Regions from separate parts of the Mus musculus genome. Here all the other regions are linked to region 2. A link is a contact called in public HiChIP or PLAC-seq data. All regions are on one chromosome and are shown on one strand. Each heading gives the region's core, a stretch centred on a gene start, on an enhancer-like site or on the middle of the called end of the contact. The rest is flanking DNA. Distances are from core to core; before and after follow the strand shown. Region 1 has its middle 100 kb from the start of Gm46516. Region 2 holds the start of Mrpl13 (mitochondrial ribosomal protein L13). Region 3 has its middle 6.4 kb from the start of Gm35312.

What was found. HiChIP or PLAC-seq counts read pairs in DNA pulled down with a chosen protein or histone mark.
Region 1: a contact with region 2 is called in an H3K4me3 HiChIP or PLAC-seq map of stem cell-derived neural progenitor cells, with 20 read pairs. The contact joins the enhancer-like site here to the promoter of Mrpl13 in region 2. A contact is called at or near these places in 17 of 39 promoter capture datasets (the 3T3-L1 cell line, 3T3-L1-derived adipocytes, the C10 cell line and 11 more), 1 of 15 datasets of contacts at CTCF or cohesin (the NIH/3T3 cell line), 1 of 484 Hi-C or Micro-C datasets (bone marrow-derived macrophages), 18 of 115 datasets of contacts at active chromatin or transcription factors (bone marrow-derived macrophages, craniofacial prominence, embryonic basal ganglia and 12 more) and 2 of 9 other capture datasets (adipose tissue and liver).
Region 3: a contact with region 2 is called in an H3K4me3 HiChIP or PLAC-seq map of embryonic stem cells, with 13 read pairs. The contact joins the enhancer-like site here to the promoter of Mrpl13 in region 2. A contact is called at or near these places in 9 of 39 promoter capture datasets (the C10 cell line, the HPC-7 cell line, cranial neural crest and 6 more), 11 of 484 Hi-C or Micro-C datasets (B cells, the C2C12 cell line, the HPC-7 cell line and 8 more), 29 of 115 datasets of contacts at active chromatin or transcription factors (the 230-238 cell line, DN3 thymocytes, the NIH/3T3 cell line and 21 more) and 3 of 9 other capture datasets (adipose tissue, liver and pancreatic islet).

What each region holds. Positions count from the first base shown.
Region 1 is chr15:56,026,030-56,030,457 of GRCm38.p6, reverse strand. No RefSeq gene overlaps it. Among named protein-coding and RNA genes, the nearest start is that of Gm46516, 100 kb to the right of the region's middle. Within about 2 kb of position 2,772, at least 15 of the 459 cell types and tissues checked have an H3K27ac peak or open chromatin away from gene starts, as enhancers often do. A contact at or near this core is called in neural progenitor cells, neural stem cells and stem cell-derived neural progenitor cells, where this site is marked.
Region 2 is chr15:55,554,914-55,559,691 of GRCm38.p6, reverse strand. It overlaps Mrpl13 (mitochondrial ribosomal protein L13), which reads left to right and starts at 2,380. Exons shown (of 7, transcript NM_026759.3): 1 at 2,380-2,434; 2 at 4,249-4,372. The coding sequence starts at 2,408. Mtbp (Mdm2, transformed 3T3 cell double minute p53 binding protein) reads right to left here and starts at 2,284. Exons shown (of 22, transcript NM_134092.3): 1 at 1,955-2,284; 2 at 1,111-1,191. The coding sequence starts at 2,072.
Region 3 is chr15:55,286,020-55,291,050 of GRCm38.p6, reverse strand. No RefSeq gene overlaps it. Among named protein-coding and RNA genes, the nearest start is that of Gm35312, 6.4 kb to the right of the region's middle. Within about 2 kb of position 3,135, at least 6 of the 459 cell types and tissues checked have an H3K27ac peak or open chromatin away from gene starts, as enhancers often do. A contact at or near this core is called in the HPC-7 cell line and embryonic stem cells, where this site is marked.

The DNA.
Region 1 (4,428 bases), core at 1,523-4,022, 470 kb before region 2:
AAATAGCTTCAAGTTGTGTATGACAAACAGTGAACCCTTGAGGAAATTGGAGGGTGGAAAAGAGGAAGGGAACCTCACCCTATACTTCGCAGTAGGCCAATTATTCCCAAAGCTGGCCACATCTTCTAATGGGTCTCAGCACCTTCCTGATAGCTCTCTCTATAGACTTCTCTGGCTTCCAGGAAACAGCCCATCAACTTAGCCTTATGACTCATGCTGCTGACCAGGGCTATTTTACTATCTCTGACAGCTATTCTAAATAACCTGAATGACTGTGCATGTTGTCTAACAGTCCTAGTTCATTTCCCTTGATTTTTTTTTCCTAATCTGGATGGGCTATCTGCTTTTTGAAAGGATTCAGATGAGTAGAACACAAATTCTTTCCCAATCTTGACTAGATGCTTAGTGTTGGCAACGACAAGGGCTGTGCAGATGAGACCTTTTCCAGCCACATCATAGATGAGGCGACTGAAATCTATACAGGTGGCCCCAGCATAAACAGCAGCAGTAAGAAAGGAACCAGGACTCAAGTCAGATTTGTCCACCTTCAAAACTCTTAGATTTTCTGTTACTTCATGTGAATGCAAAAGGGATATCTGTAATAAAAGCTAGAGAAACAAGAAGACTGGATGCTTTGCTCAAAGTGGAATTGTATACAGCTACTGTTAGGCTCAGTTTTTTCTGTAAGAGGGGAGAGGGACCTGCCCAGAAGCCACATTTGAAATGTAATTTATGTCTCTTGTAGCCTCCTAATGAAGGAGATTTTTGGTAATGACCAAAGGCTTCTTGACCACCATCCATCCCAGATGGGCTAGTCTGTCTGTCTGTCTGTCTGTCTGTCTCCTGTGTAGTGTCCCAGTGTCGTCATTCTATCTTCTCCACCATCTCAAGGTTTTTCTCCCAAATTCTCTGCTTCCTGGTTCCTTTTCTCTCTCTCTCTCTCTCTCTCTCTCTCTCTCTCTCTCTCTCTCTCTCTTCCTTGTTTTCTTACTCTCTGCCTTTCCCTGTAAAACAATCTCTTGTTTTGGTTTGGTTTTATAGACTTGATTTGGACTTCTGTTTTCTCATTTAATTCACAACTTTAAAGATTCTGATGGCTTCTTAAGTAGCATCAACATCTCCTATGGATGTCAGAAGTTTGGATAACATTTGCAAATATTTGTCAATGGATTTTCTTTTCTGGTACATGATAGAGATTTTTACTCAGTTATCCAGGGGAAACAATAAGTTTAGATGAACCTCTGTACTAAGGATAAAATATACATTATTAGTACCTGGAGCAAAAGAAGGGTATTAGGAAAAAGATGGAAGGATTGTTAAATTCTTATCATTTCCTTTCCTCTAACTTCTCAAAAGGCTCTAATACAAATTTTGCCTGAATTTAATTGCTTGGAACTATGGACACATTTTCTTGTGAAAGTGGTATCAGACACCAAAGTTTTCTTCGTTATACATAGTGTTTGTATTTGAAATTATAGTTACCAACTAATAGTGATTGAAACACAAGTGACAATGACTTTTGTTCAATGGTAATTGGATACACTGAGGTAGTTTTATAAGATTATAAAACCCAGTGTTGTCACGGTTGCATAGGTCTTGTGGAAATACATTCTAAAATGTTTGCATAATGATGAAGTCATCTAACCATGAATGTATCTGAACTCATCCTATTGTTAAGATGCATGGATTTATTTCCTTATCAGTGAGATCCTCCTTTCTGTATTCCCTAGTCTCTGCAAAGTAGACCCATATCCATATTAAAAGCCCCCAAGCAGTTCTGTCTACCAGAAAGTGATGTCTAGGACAACTATACCTCACAGCTTTCCTTAGACACAGTCATTGGTAGAATCCAGTAAATTGTAGGACCAGTCAGTATTCATGCCAAGCTATTCACAGTATGCAGTTAAGAGACTTAACAGTTAGGAACTGAAGGCAATTCTCTTGAAGCATTCTCTGGGAAAGCAAAAATATAAGAGAGTGTCTATCTCTGGACCTTGAGAAACAAGCCCTCACAGGAGGAGCCTTACACAATGATACTAACTCATTCCAACTCTATCTACAGTTCATAGAGGTGACAAAGGGTTTTCTGTTTGGTTGGCTCCTTGTTTGGTTTGGAGGCTTTCCGGAATAACATGAATCAAAACCAGAAAGAGATCATTTGTTCTACTCCTAATGACCTGTAGGATAGAGGGTAGGGTCACAAAGTGAAGAGAACAATCATTTTCCGGTTACTGTTGAGGGCAACATCATTGAGTTAACAACTTATCCCATGTCTGACACTGAGATTGAAAGAATCTTTATATGATAAATGCCTGGCCTTTCCACTCCAACCCTCTTAGTGTTATCTATGGGTGACATGCAGCCTATTAATTAAAATTCTCAGAGCTTGACACAACACCTGGTACACACACACACATGTATTAAATAAAGTGTCTTTTTTATTTCAAAGCTCATGAGTGTTCAGCTCCTGCTGGCCTATAAACTAGAAAACAAAACCCAAACACCTGTTTCCCTTAGATTTTGAGATGTCTGCTCAGAGGTGTATTGACATCAGGATAGGATTTCTTCCTTTATAAAGTGAGCCCCTGCCATCCATATATATTGTCATTCTTTGATACTACAGAGTGCTGGCCGATTTGAAATTCAAACCACAGTTCCTGAAAGTAACCCCTTTCTCTTAGTGATGATTCAATCACTGAACTTCTACTCCCACAAGTAACTCAGGAGCAAATTGGAAAGCACAAAGAAAGCTCCCCAGTAACAATTACATTCAAATGAAAGTCCCCATGAATACCTCGGCCTTGGTGTAAGTTTGCCATGGCAGTGTTTGTGGCCAAAACCCAGTCAATCAACCCATTGTTTGCCTTCCACTACAGCAAAGAAGTGATTTGCTTGAATCTCTCTCTCTCTTTTTTTCTTTTGTCATTGAATTGATGAATTGCGTTGGCATCTGGTAGTTAGCTTTTATCTTGGGAAATAATCATCTTCTGCTAGGACAGATACTCCACTCTGTGATGGTACTTTATCACAGGCAGTGCATAAGCGGTCCTGTTTGCAATTTGATAAACGTGCCCCATTAGGCTTGGAGCTTCCCAAACACCAGCCTGATATGTAAACACAATCAAATCATGCTGTTACCCTGGGGACAGGGTTGCATGGCTCATCCGTCTCTGTCTTCTTTAACCCCTCTGTAAAAAAAGAAAAAAGAAAAGAAAAGAAAAGAAAAGAAAGGAAAGGAAAGGAAAGGAAAGGAAAGGAAAGGAAAGGAAAGGAAAGGAAAAGAAAAGAGAGAATGAAACCTCATTTTCCATTCTGCCCAACCAAGGAAGGGCATTTTTCAGTCTTGGGTTGTGTCAAATGCTTTCCCCATGTTAAAGATGGAACTTCTTTGATTGGAGAAAATGATATGAAAACATTTTAACAGGAAACAACACTTTTAAATGCAATGAAACACTTTTTACAATGCTGAGAAATACATAGTAAACACAGGAGAAAAACTACTTCTTTCAACGCCTCTCCCAAAGAAGGCTTTGGAGTCATAGCATTTCGGGTTAAGGGAAGACAAGAAATCAAACACACACACACACCACATACATACCTATACATGCATACACACATACAAATACACATACATACATGCCACATATACACATGCACATACACACACATGTGTACATATGCATACATGCACACATAGGCATATACACATACACACAAATATACACACACACATATGTCTCTCTCTCTCACATACACATACACACACACACATACACACACATGCCATACATACACATGCCACACAATATAAAGAACTAGGTACTATGGCAATTTAATTTAATCCTTGCTGGCAATTTCACAGTTGATATTATCTCCATCCTTAATGGTTATGAAAGTAAACGAGGAAAATTAAACTTGCTAAATTACACTCGATCTCTCTAATATCCTGGCCAACCTGTACCTGAACTCTGCCTGTTCCTGTCCCAACTCATCCAGTCTTCAGACTTCTCGGCTAGAATTGTCTGCTCTGTTGAGGAAATTAAAAGTTGTCTGTAACTCCTAGCATCTTGGTCCTAGGTTGGCCTGGAGCTTTAATGTATAAATGTAATCGCTCTTCTAAGTGAAAGACTTAAATATTTAAAGTTGGCTCCTGGCACCTGAAGTTGCTTCTTGTGGGTTAAATATTTCTTGATCTTTCAGCCATCCTCCATTCAACATGGCTTCACATCCTGAGCACTGTGTATCTTCTGTTTCTTTGTCAATGGGATTGTACAATAGCTGTTTATCTAGTGTCCTTGACAAGACCAGTGATTTTGCCATACTCAGCTCATTAGAACAAGGATCATATTAAAGTCCTTCATTCCCCACCAATCCATATCCTCCTGAAACCTATATATTGAAACCCCTTTTTTGCATACACCCACCCTT
Region 2 (4,778 bases), core at 1,131-3,630:
GTCTAATTGATTATTGAACTGGGATGGTCTTGCATGCCTTCAGTACACATCACTTGCAGAGTTCTGCATTACTGTACAAAAGGGGTGTCTTATAAGAAACCCTGTCCTTCCAAGCAGAGTGAATACTTTCATGAGAACCCAGTCTAGAATGTTTTAAAGAATTCGCTAAACTTTACCAACTTCAGAAATTAATAAGAGTACCATTAGAACGTGGACAACAGGCTAGTACAGTGCCTACATACTGGAAATCAATCCTTAGTGGTGAGAGCTGCCCCCGAGACTAGAGGTTCTCCAATAAGGAAGGGAGCCGATTATAACAGAATCATGAGAGCTGCAGCTCTCAAAAGGAGGCTATTTTTTCCTGCCAACTATAGACACTTCCTTCAGCTTGTAGGATCTGATCTGTCTCCATATTCATATTTTCTGGGCCTTAAAGGATATTATCAGATGGAGAAGTAAAAGAGAAGAAAATTATCAAATACATTTACAAATAGATATATTTGTAAAGTACCAATAGAACTAAAAGTAGGGAAGATTTCTTGCCCCCCCCCCAAAAAAAAAAGTAGTGAGAACTTCAGAAAGTCAAAGCAGATGACTCAAAGCTGTTTTTGCTTTAAGAGAATCAGTAAAATAGACAGGAAAACAACACCCACATGTGGTAAAGAAGGCAGAGTGGGAGCTGTAACGGGTTGTCTTTACTCAAGACAAGAACCCTTCCACAAGCAGGGCAGTGGTGGCACATGCCTTTAATCCCAGCACTTGGGAAGACAGAAGCAGGCAGATCTCTGTGAGTTCAAGGCCAGGCCGGTCTACAGATAAAGAGTTCCAGGAGAGCAAGGGTTATATGGAAGCAAAACTCTCACAATGGGAACCCAGAATAACTTTTATAAAAACTTACAACATTCAAATATCAGGAAGGAATAGTAATGTAGTTGAGGTTTTCTTTAAGATACCCCCATAGCCCTGTGCCTCTCAAGTCAACAAGTCTTTCTTGTACTCCTAGGTTATCAAACTGACTGATTTCCAAAAAAATGCTGTGTCAGACTTTGGGGGTGGGGGGTGGTGGTGGATAGGAGAGGAATTTCATTACCATTACACTTCTGTACTTACCAGGGAATGTACTGTCATCTGGATGGATTGAATCGCTGATGCTTCTCTTCAAGAGGTGATAAATATTGGTTGCGGTCAAATCTATAAAAATAAAGACCTGACTCAGTCATCTAACTCAAGAGTTAACATAATCTAGGGCCTGTTTCCATTTCACTATCAGAGGATCTGAAGGCCAGTAAGTTGTAGACAGAATACATGTTGACCAAGTCTATTCAAGTGCTGACACCGCAGAGAAAACAGCCAAGTCTCCTCATTTGTATATGCTAATCAGTAACAAGAAATCAAAACTTCCTTCCAAAAGAAGTATATACGAACTATATACATTTCTTCCTAAAAATGTCTGCTTAATCAAAACAAGGAAAACGTAATATTGAGATTAGTCAAGTACGCCAAAAAAGCAATGCAGCTAAAATCTTTTAAAGCTGGTCATTTCTCTTTTTTTAGTGTGGAATGTTTCCTTCATAGAATGTAAAACTCAGATCTGCAGAACCTATCATTTCTTTCTGTGCTTTCTTCAAGGTGGTAGGAACGCCAAGGGACACTTCTTTCTGCAAGCATACCTTCCCTAAAAGCAAAAATTCGATGACTATGCCACCAGAAGATTCAACCAGGCAAATATTCAGTTCACCAAGCACTTGGGACACTGGCATCTAATACCCACAACTTTATATCTTTTCCATTGACATACTACTGCTCAGTTCTTATAGAAACTACTTCAGAGAGTTAGTTGCACGTTCCCGGGACCATTCGACCTATGCGCCTCCCTCCGGGATTTCATCAGAAACTCAAATCCTTCGCTTCCCCGCCGCCGGTCGTTCCCGCCTCTTCTCCGCCCAGAGCTTACCGGGCTGTTTGTCGGTGCTCTCCAGGGATGTCGCCTCAGTGCCAGGCTCGATCTCCCCACCCGCCACGGATCGAAACTTCCCTTCCCTCCAGGTGACCAGCAGCAAGTACCGATCCATCCTCTTCGCGCCCGGACTCAGTGTTAGGTCTCAAAAGAGCCGCGCGCAACGTGCACTTCCGGTTTCCTGCCGCTCAGGTTGGCTGCAAAATAATGTCCTACGTCGGTTTTCCCGCCAATTATTGTGGGAAATTATTCTCTCAGGAGCCACACTCTCTGCTCCTCTCATAACGAAACCGCTACCGGCGGGGACCCGAGTGTGGCGGGGAAGCAGATGAGCGCACGCGACGGCAGTAGGAACCTTCATGCTCGGGTGTCTGTGTTTCCCGCCGGACCCGTGGTGCTGGTTCCCCGGCGGGGCGGGTGCAAAGTAAAGGACGCCGCGGGTCGGAGAGCATGTCCAGCTTCTCTAGGGCGCCCCAGGTGAGTTTGCGCGTTTCGGGCAGGATAGTGTGCTCAGTACGCTGGCGAAAATGAAGAGCAGTGTTCACAGGGATTTAGTGCAGAAGCTGAGCTTTCAGGGAAGCTGACACCCGTACCCAAGAAATGCTTTAGGAGTCACTTACCAGAGGGTTGTGAGTCTGCCTACCACTTGATATCTTTGTTTTGGCTCCTTTCTCTCCTCAGTCTGCCCCTTTCGTGTCTTTTGTTCCTTGCGGAAAGAGAGCTAAAGTGAAATAATAGGTTGAATGACGTGGGGCAGTAAAAACCACTAAAAGATGTTTATTTTTGTTTAGTACAGTAGGGGAGGGGGAAGGGAAGGTGTGGAGCTGTAGCTGATGTAGCGTAGCATGCCTGGGTTCCATCCCCAACACCGCATAAACCTGGAATTATGGTGCACGCATGTTATCCTAGCACTTGGGAGGTGGAGGGAGAAAGATCCGAAGTTCAAGGCCAGCCTTCTCCGATACTTAGTGAGCTTGAAGTCAAGCCTGCGCTGCTTAAGACTGTTTATAAAGAATGAAGACCTGTTGTAGAGTTTTGACCTAGAAGTCTTAGGCATCAGAAGGATCAAGCAAGCACTCAAGCCGCCAGGTGGAAGATAAACTGTTCACAGATGGGAGATCTTTGAAGGGCTAAAGGGAGAATTCAGTTAGAATTCTATTTTAGTGTACCACACAAAATACTCATTTTACAAGTCAGGCTGAAACATTGGAGTTCTAAGAAGTCCACAATATATATTAAAGATTTGAATGTGGGTGTAAAGAGAAACAAGAATAACTTTTAAGAATTCTGGTTTGGGCAACCGGAAGGCTGACTCATAGGGAATACTGAAACTGAAGCAGATTCTAGATAGAAGAGAAAGAATTAGTTTCTGATATGTTAATCCAAGACAACTCCTAGCCTAACACTACTTGAAGTACATTTCCTTTAAATGTAGTTGTTACCTGTCTATAATCAGGTAAATAACAGATGTGAATATTTAAAACTTTGACAGCAAGTTGACATGTGGCAGTATTTCTATTATTTATCAAGCTTTTTTAAAGTATTAGTTCACATGGAATGTGGTAAACTTGTCTTTTGCGTATGCATAGGCTAGTTTAAAATTTAGGATAACTAATATGAAACCACAAGCTTATAAGTGTATTTTTCTAGCATATAATCCTTGTGTATATGCATATGAAAGTACCTGGACAAGATCTTTCTGGAATAGAGATAATTTCCTTAGTTTGGAGGCATTGAAGACAGTGATTTTATCAGATGACCTAAAGATGTCTTGGAAGACAGGCCTGTAATACCAGCTATTCTAGAGAATGAAGTGGGGATAGTTGTAATTTCAAGCCTTTGGCGGGTACAGGGTGAACTCGAGGCTAAGCTGAGTAACTTGGTGAGACTCTTGTCTCAAAAGCATGAAAGGGGTTAGTGATGGGTCTCAGTGGTAGAGTGCTTGCCTGGTTTCTCAGTTCTCACACACACATAGACATACTGAATCTAAGCTATACTGCTCTGATTGCATAGTTGTGTTTAGCTCTCCTAGAACTGAGTTCTTGAATAATCTTCAGTTGGCAGTTGGCCACTCAGCTTTCTGTGTAACATGCCTTACTATCTTAATGCCATAACAAGAAAAGACCTCAGAACTGGTAATGGAAACAAATTACACACCCACACAAACTAGTGATAGTCTGTTTTTCAAAGTAATTGCTGGCATTAGTTATAGAATACCCATAATAGTGTATAGTAATGGTTTTAATTGTTTCCATTTTAACTAGAATTTTCTTATTCTCTTTATTTCCTAGCAATGGGCCACTTTTGCTCGAATGTGGTATCTCTTAGATGGCAAAATGCAGCCCCCTGGCAAACTTGCGGTTATAGCATCCAACAAACTGCAAGGATTAAATAAACCAGTGTACCATCAGCTGAGTAAGTACTGCCTTAGATCCGTCATGGGCAGCCGTGCTTTACAACTCCAGAATAGGAACTTCATGAGGTTTCACGGGACTGTGTTCAAGGGCTCCTTTCTGCGTGTATATAAAGATTCTCTATTCTATTCCTTCTGGAAGACCTCATCAGGTGCTAAACTGAATTTGATGGTGTGTGTGTGTTTTAAACAGTCCCATTTGATACTATTACTAAACAAAAACCCACCAGTAACCTTACTTGCACTCCAGTGCTGTCCTGATTTCCACTGTAAATTGAGTTTCCCTTCTTCCACTAGTCTCTTCTCATGACGACATGCCTTTGAGTGGAGAGGTTTTAATAGATGTTGCCTATTTTCTAAAATTTTTCCCCTGGGAAGGTAGAGCCAGCTTGATGTGATAAGTTGCCT
Region 3 (5,031 bases), core at 1,886-4,385, 270 kb after region 2:
TTAGGTCCTCCATAAAGAGCTGCTGAGGGAGTCTGTGTCTGTGTCCCTGCAGTCCTAGGAAGAGATGGGAAGTGGAGACAGGGAAACTGGCCAGAATGTCTGCTAGCCAGACGTGTACGGCACAACAGGAAAGAGGGAGACAGACCCTATACACACACACACACACACACACACACACACACACACACAGAGAGAGAGAGAGAGAGAGAGAGAGAGAGAGAGCAATAAACTAATAGATAAGTAAGCAATATTAAAAGAATAGGTCTTTTTTTTAATTGCAAGGGGATACAATGGGTTCATGTCCTAGAGAGTTAAAAAAAAAAAAGCATATGTAATAAATGAGTGAAGAAAGTTATCACCTGCAGTTGGTAAACAGCATGTAGAATTTATTTCTACAGAAATGGTTTTACTGTGTAGCACTGAGCGTCTTAAAACTCTGTAGACCAGGCTGGCCATGAACACACAGGGAGTTCACCTGCCTCCAGCCTCTACCTCCTGACTCCTGGGATTAGAGGTAGGAGGCAGGACTGCCGGCACAAAGCAATATTCTTGAACAAAGAGAGCACGGAGTCTGTCTCAGTGAGAAGCACATGCCTAGTGGCACAAATCTGATTCCTGAAACTCACATCAAAATGGAAGAAAAGAACAGGCTTCCTAAAGTGGTTCTCAGACATTAGCCATGTCACACAATGCACACATAAAACACACACACACACACACACACACACACACACACACACACTGTGCATGGTGTGACACACACTGAATGAGATGCCCCAATAATCTTAGAGAATTAGAAGTGCCCAATGGTGGCACAGTTTGGAAAGTCTTCAGAGATCTGGCCCTGCCAAAGAACGTATGTCACTGGAAGTTGACTTTGAGACGTTAGAGACTGGTGCCATTTCTAGCTCAGTTTTTCTACCTCAATGTTCAAGTTTCGAATTCTCAACTTTTTTTTTTTTTTTTTTTTTTTTTTTGGTTTTTTTGTTTGTTTGTTTTTGTTTTTGATTTTGATTTTTTTTTTTTTTTTTTTTTTTTTTTTTTTTTGAGACAGGGTTTCTTTGTTGTATAGCCCTGGCTGTCCAGGAATTCACTTTGTAGACCAGGCTGGCCTCGAACTCAGAAATCCACCTGCCTCTGCCTCCCGAGTGCTGGGATTAAAGTCGTGTGCCACCACCACCCGAGTTCTCAACTTTCTATTCGGGCTCCCCCTCCCGCCCTCCATGGTTCCATTTGAACACCTTGGACTCTAATCCTTAGTTACAGTAAGCCCAAATAAACACTTCCTTCTATGTGATGATTTCGACATTGTGCTCTATCCCAGCAATGGAAATGTAACTCTCTCTCCTCTCCTCTCTGTCTCTGTCTCACACACACACACACACACACACATCAATTGTGTTAATAATAACTAGTAATTAATAAGTAAAGAGAAGTGATCATTTAAAGCATTAACTAGAGGGCTTTCTTCCTTAAAGGGTTCTGCCTAACCATTTTTGGCCAAATGGATTATAGAAAAAAGGTGGATATAAAGAAAGTAAAGGAATAAAATGAGCCGGGCAGTGGTGGCGCACGCCTTTAATCCCAGCACTCGGGAGGCAGAGGCAGGTGGATTTCTGAGTTGGAGGACAGCCTGGTCTCAAAGTGAGTTCCAGGACAGCCAGGGCTATACAGAGAAACCCTGGGGAGGGGCGGGGGGAGACAACCAAAAAGAAAAAGAAAAAAAATAATAAAATGGTCAGAGATTCCTTTTTTTCCTTGGCAAAAACCCAGAGAAGAGGCTGCTGGGTCCAGCATGGTCTTCATGGGGACAGAGTGACATGGTCCCTGCCCCTGGAACAAGGCCAACAGACACGACAGGGGTCTCCATGAATGTCAATGGCTGCCAAGGACATAAGGCTTGTTTGTATAATAATGTACACATTTTACATTCCTCCTTCGAGCAATGTTCTCCCTGTTAATATTAATGACTCCATGATAATCAGAAATAGCACAAATCCAGGAGGTTAAGGTGTGGCTAATGTCTCAGCAAAATGGGAAGCCCTGGGGTCCTTCAGGACAGCCCTTAAGGGGGTGGAAAAGAACTCTTTAAAACATGAGTTCAAAATATATAATTCCTCAAAAATATGCAAAAAATATACAATATGAATTTTATGAGAGGCCTCTTGATTCTAAAAGAATAAAGGCAGCTAACTATGAGACAACTTGTTGGAAAGATACTAAGGAAGGAGATAAAGAGATTTAGGAAATGATAATTGCAGGACATCATCTTGTTTTTACTTACCCGGGCAGACAGATTCCTGAGTTCAAGGTCAGCCTGAGACAGAACTAATTTAGGTCCAGGTGAGGTAGAAATGGTAATTTCAGGATGAGGCATACTCAATTAGCTTGCTGTCTGTGCTTAACAGGTAGACCTCTGAATTCTTTTGCAATGTTAACAGAAAATGTGTGTTTGCAGTCTCTTAGGAATCAAGGGCCTTGGGTCTCCGGATGCTGATTCATGAGACAATCAAAAGGAAACCTGGAGTAAATGACTGAATTGATATGTAAAATAAAAGACTGGACCTATGATCTGCAAGAGATAAGCTATTCAGAGAATTTTTTTTAGAATAGCCAGAGAGAACTGCTTGGAGAACCATCTGGAGCAGAACTTAGAGAGAGAGAAAACACATCAGAGAGAAAGAGAGCAGCCTGGAAAGCGGTCTAGAGCAGAAAGAACATAGGCCACCAGCCTGGACAATTTGACTTATAGTTGTTTGTTTAGCCATTCCTAGACACCCCTTCCTCAGAACCCCTCTCCAAGCAGAGGCTGGTTCTTGGCAAGAGATCAATGGAAGGAGAGAGTATTTCCTACCCAGTCAAGACTCCAGAAGCAATAGTCATTCCTGAGCCTGGCTATCTTGGCAATTGACAGAACCAAGGAAACAGTGAACAGAGATAGTAACTGATGCTGAGGACCTCAGACAAGTTTCTGTTGGGACCCAGTCATTGCTGGGGCTCCTGGAAATGGTGGGGCAGTGGTCAGCAACGTGGATAAGGAAGCTTTATAACTTCCACACACCAAGGCTGCAAAGCAAGGGGTTGCTCCAGGCCGGACCCTGAGCCATAGAGGGTGAGGTGGAGAATGGAGGGGAAGTCAGGTGATCTATGTGGCTAGAAATAGCTAGCATGACAATGAGAAGCCAAGAAGGCACCCAGGCCCTGGCCAGGCAAGGAAAATGCAGATTGCACATGATAATCACCACAGCCTATTTAAAGACTGAAGATGAGGAAATGTCCTCCCACTTAGACCAAACTCTCTTATTAAATCACAAGCTGGACAGCACTGCTCCCTCCCCTTCCCAAGGGTGACTATTAGTCTAGCTCTTCTTTCCTATTGAATTCACTGATAGTCTCTCTGTCTCCCCAGAGACTTGATATTGTGTCCCTTTAGCCAAAGAAAAGTCACTTGAATAGCCTCAAACTAAAAATCTTTTCTTTGTTAACTTCCAGATCCATCCCAAATTTTTGCACCCACAAATACTTTCCTCCTTCAACATATATTCTATGTCTGCCATGCTGCCTGGATGGTCAAACGGAAGCTACTCATGCATGCACCATCTGGGGACTCAGCAGTCAGAGCCCCTCCGCCATCTGCCCTGCGTGCCTCACACTTTCATAGTAAAAGACCCGTGTCGTTCTGCCGCACACGTCACCTCAACATTCTTCCACATGTCCAGTGAGATTGAAAGTCTATAGCCTGCATTTCGACCTTGACTCTGGACCACGTGACACTGATCTGAAGAAGAACAGTTCAAGAACGGCATGATGCTCGTAATGTCCATACTTGGGAGGCCGTCAGGAAGACTAAGTTTGAGGTTGTCCTTGGCTACCTGATGAGACCATGTCTTAACATTTATTGCCCCTTCCACCTGCCTGCTGGGGGAGGAGGGGAGTGCAAAAGGAAAGAAAAAAAAAAAAGAGTTCATGAGCTATCAGAGAATCCTACTTCTGACCCTCTTCCTACCAGTCAGTGGGATTGGTAATATCTAAAGGTCTCAGGCTCTGGGTAACTCCCGCCACTGGCCCTGGAAAGAATCTAGGAGTGCAGTTTATGGAGGAAAAATAAGAAATTTGATGTTAGTGGGCGTGGTGGCACACGCCTTTAATCCCAGCACTTGGGAGGCAGAGGCAGGTGGATTTCTGAGTTCGAGGTCTACAAAGTGAGTTCCAGGACAGCCAGGGCTATACAGAGAAACTCTGTCTCAGAAAAAAAAGAAAAAGAAATTTGATGTTAGTGATGGATGTGTTCTGAATGCAAAACATCTCCCACAGGCTCCTGTGTTTGAACTCTTGGTCATGAACTAACTATACTGTTTGGGGAGGTTTTGGTTAAAATGGAAAAAAATCTACTACCTTTCATTTTTAAGAAGAGTTGTTGGAAATAGAATCTAGGGGCTTCAGTATGCTAAGCATGTCTTCTATCATTAAGCTACATCCCATCCCTAAAGTACCTCTAAAACTAAATGTGCTTTAATCCCCAGATAGAATTGATCAGTACAAAGATATTCTTTTTTTTTTTTCCAAGACAGGAGGAGGAGGAAGACACAAGGGACAGACATCCTTTCCCAAACATGCACAGTTCCCTTTCTGCACACCAGTGAGTGTGCAGGCTGGATTTGGCCGAGGGGTGCGGCTCCATTAATCTTTCCCCCCACCCCCCACCCCCCACCCCCGCACTTCTCTGTCTTTTCAAACAGAGAAGGTAAGTGACTTGCTTCTCTCCACAGTTCTGAAATGAAGTGACTCTTAGATGGACTTGTCTTAAGTAAACTGTTTCCTTGGCACCAAGCTCTTAGATGTCTTCAGAGTCACCGGGCGAGGATAACCTCAGCTCCGCATGCTTGGGAGAAGCCTCTAGATATTAAGACACTTCTTGCTTACTATTTTAGAGCCAGCAATTTCTTTTTATGGGTGTTTTCTTTTGTTTGAGACAAGGTCTCGTAAAGTAGCTCAGGCTAGATTCAAAGTAGTAACTTCCTGCCTCATCTT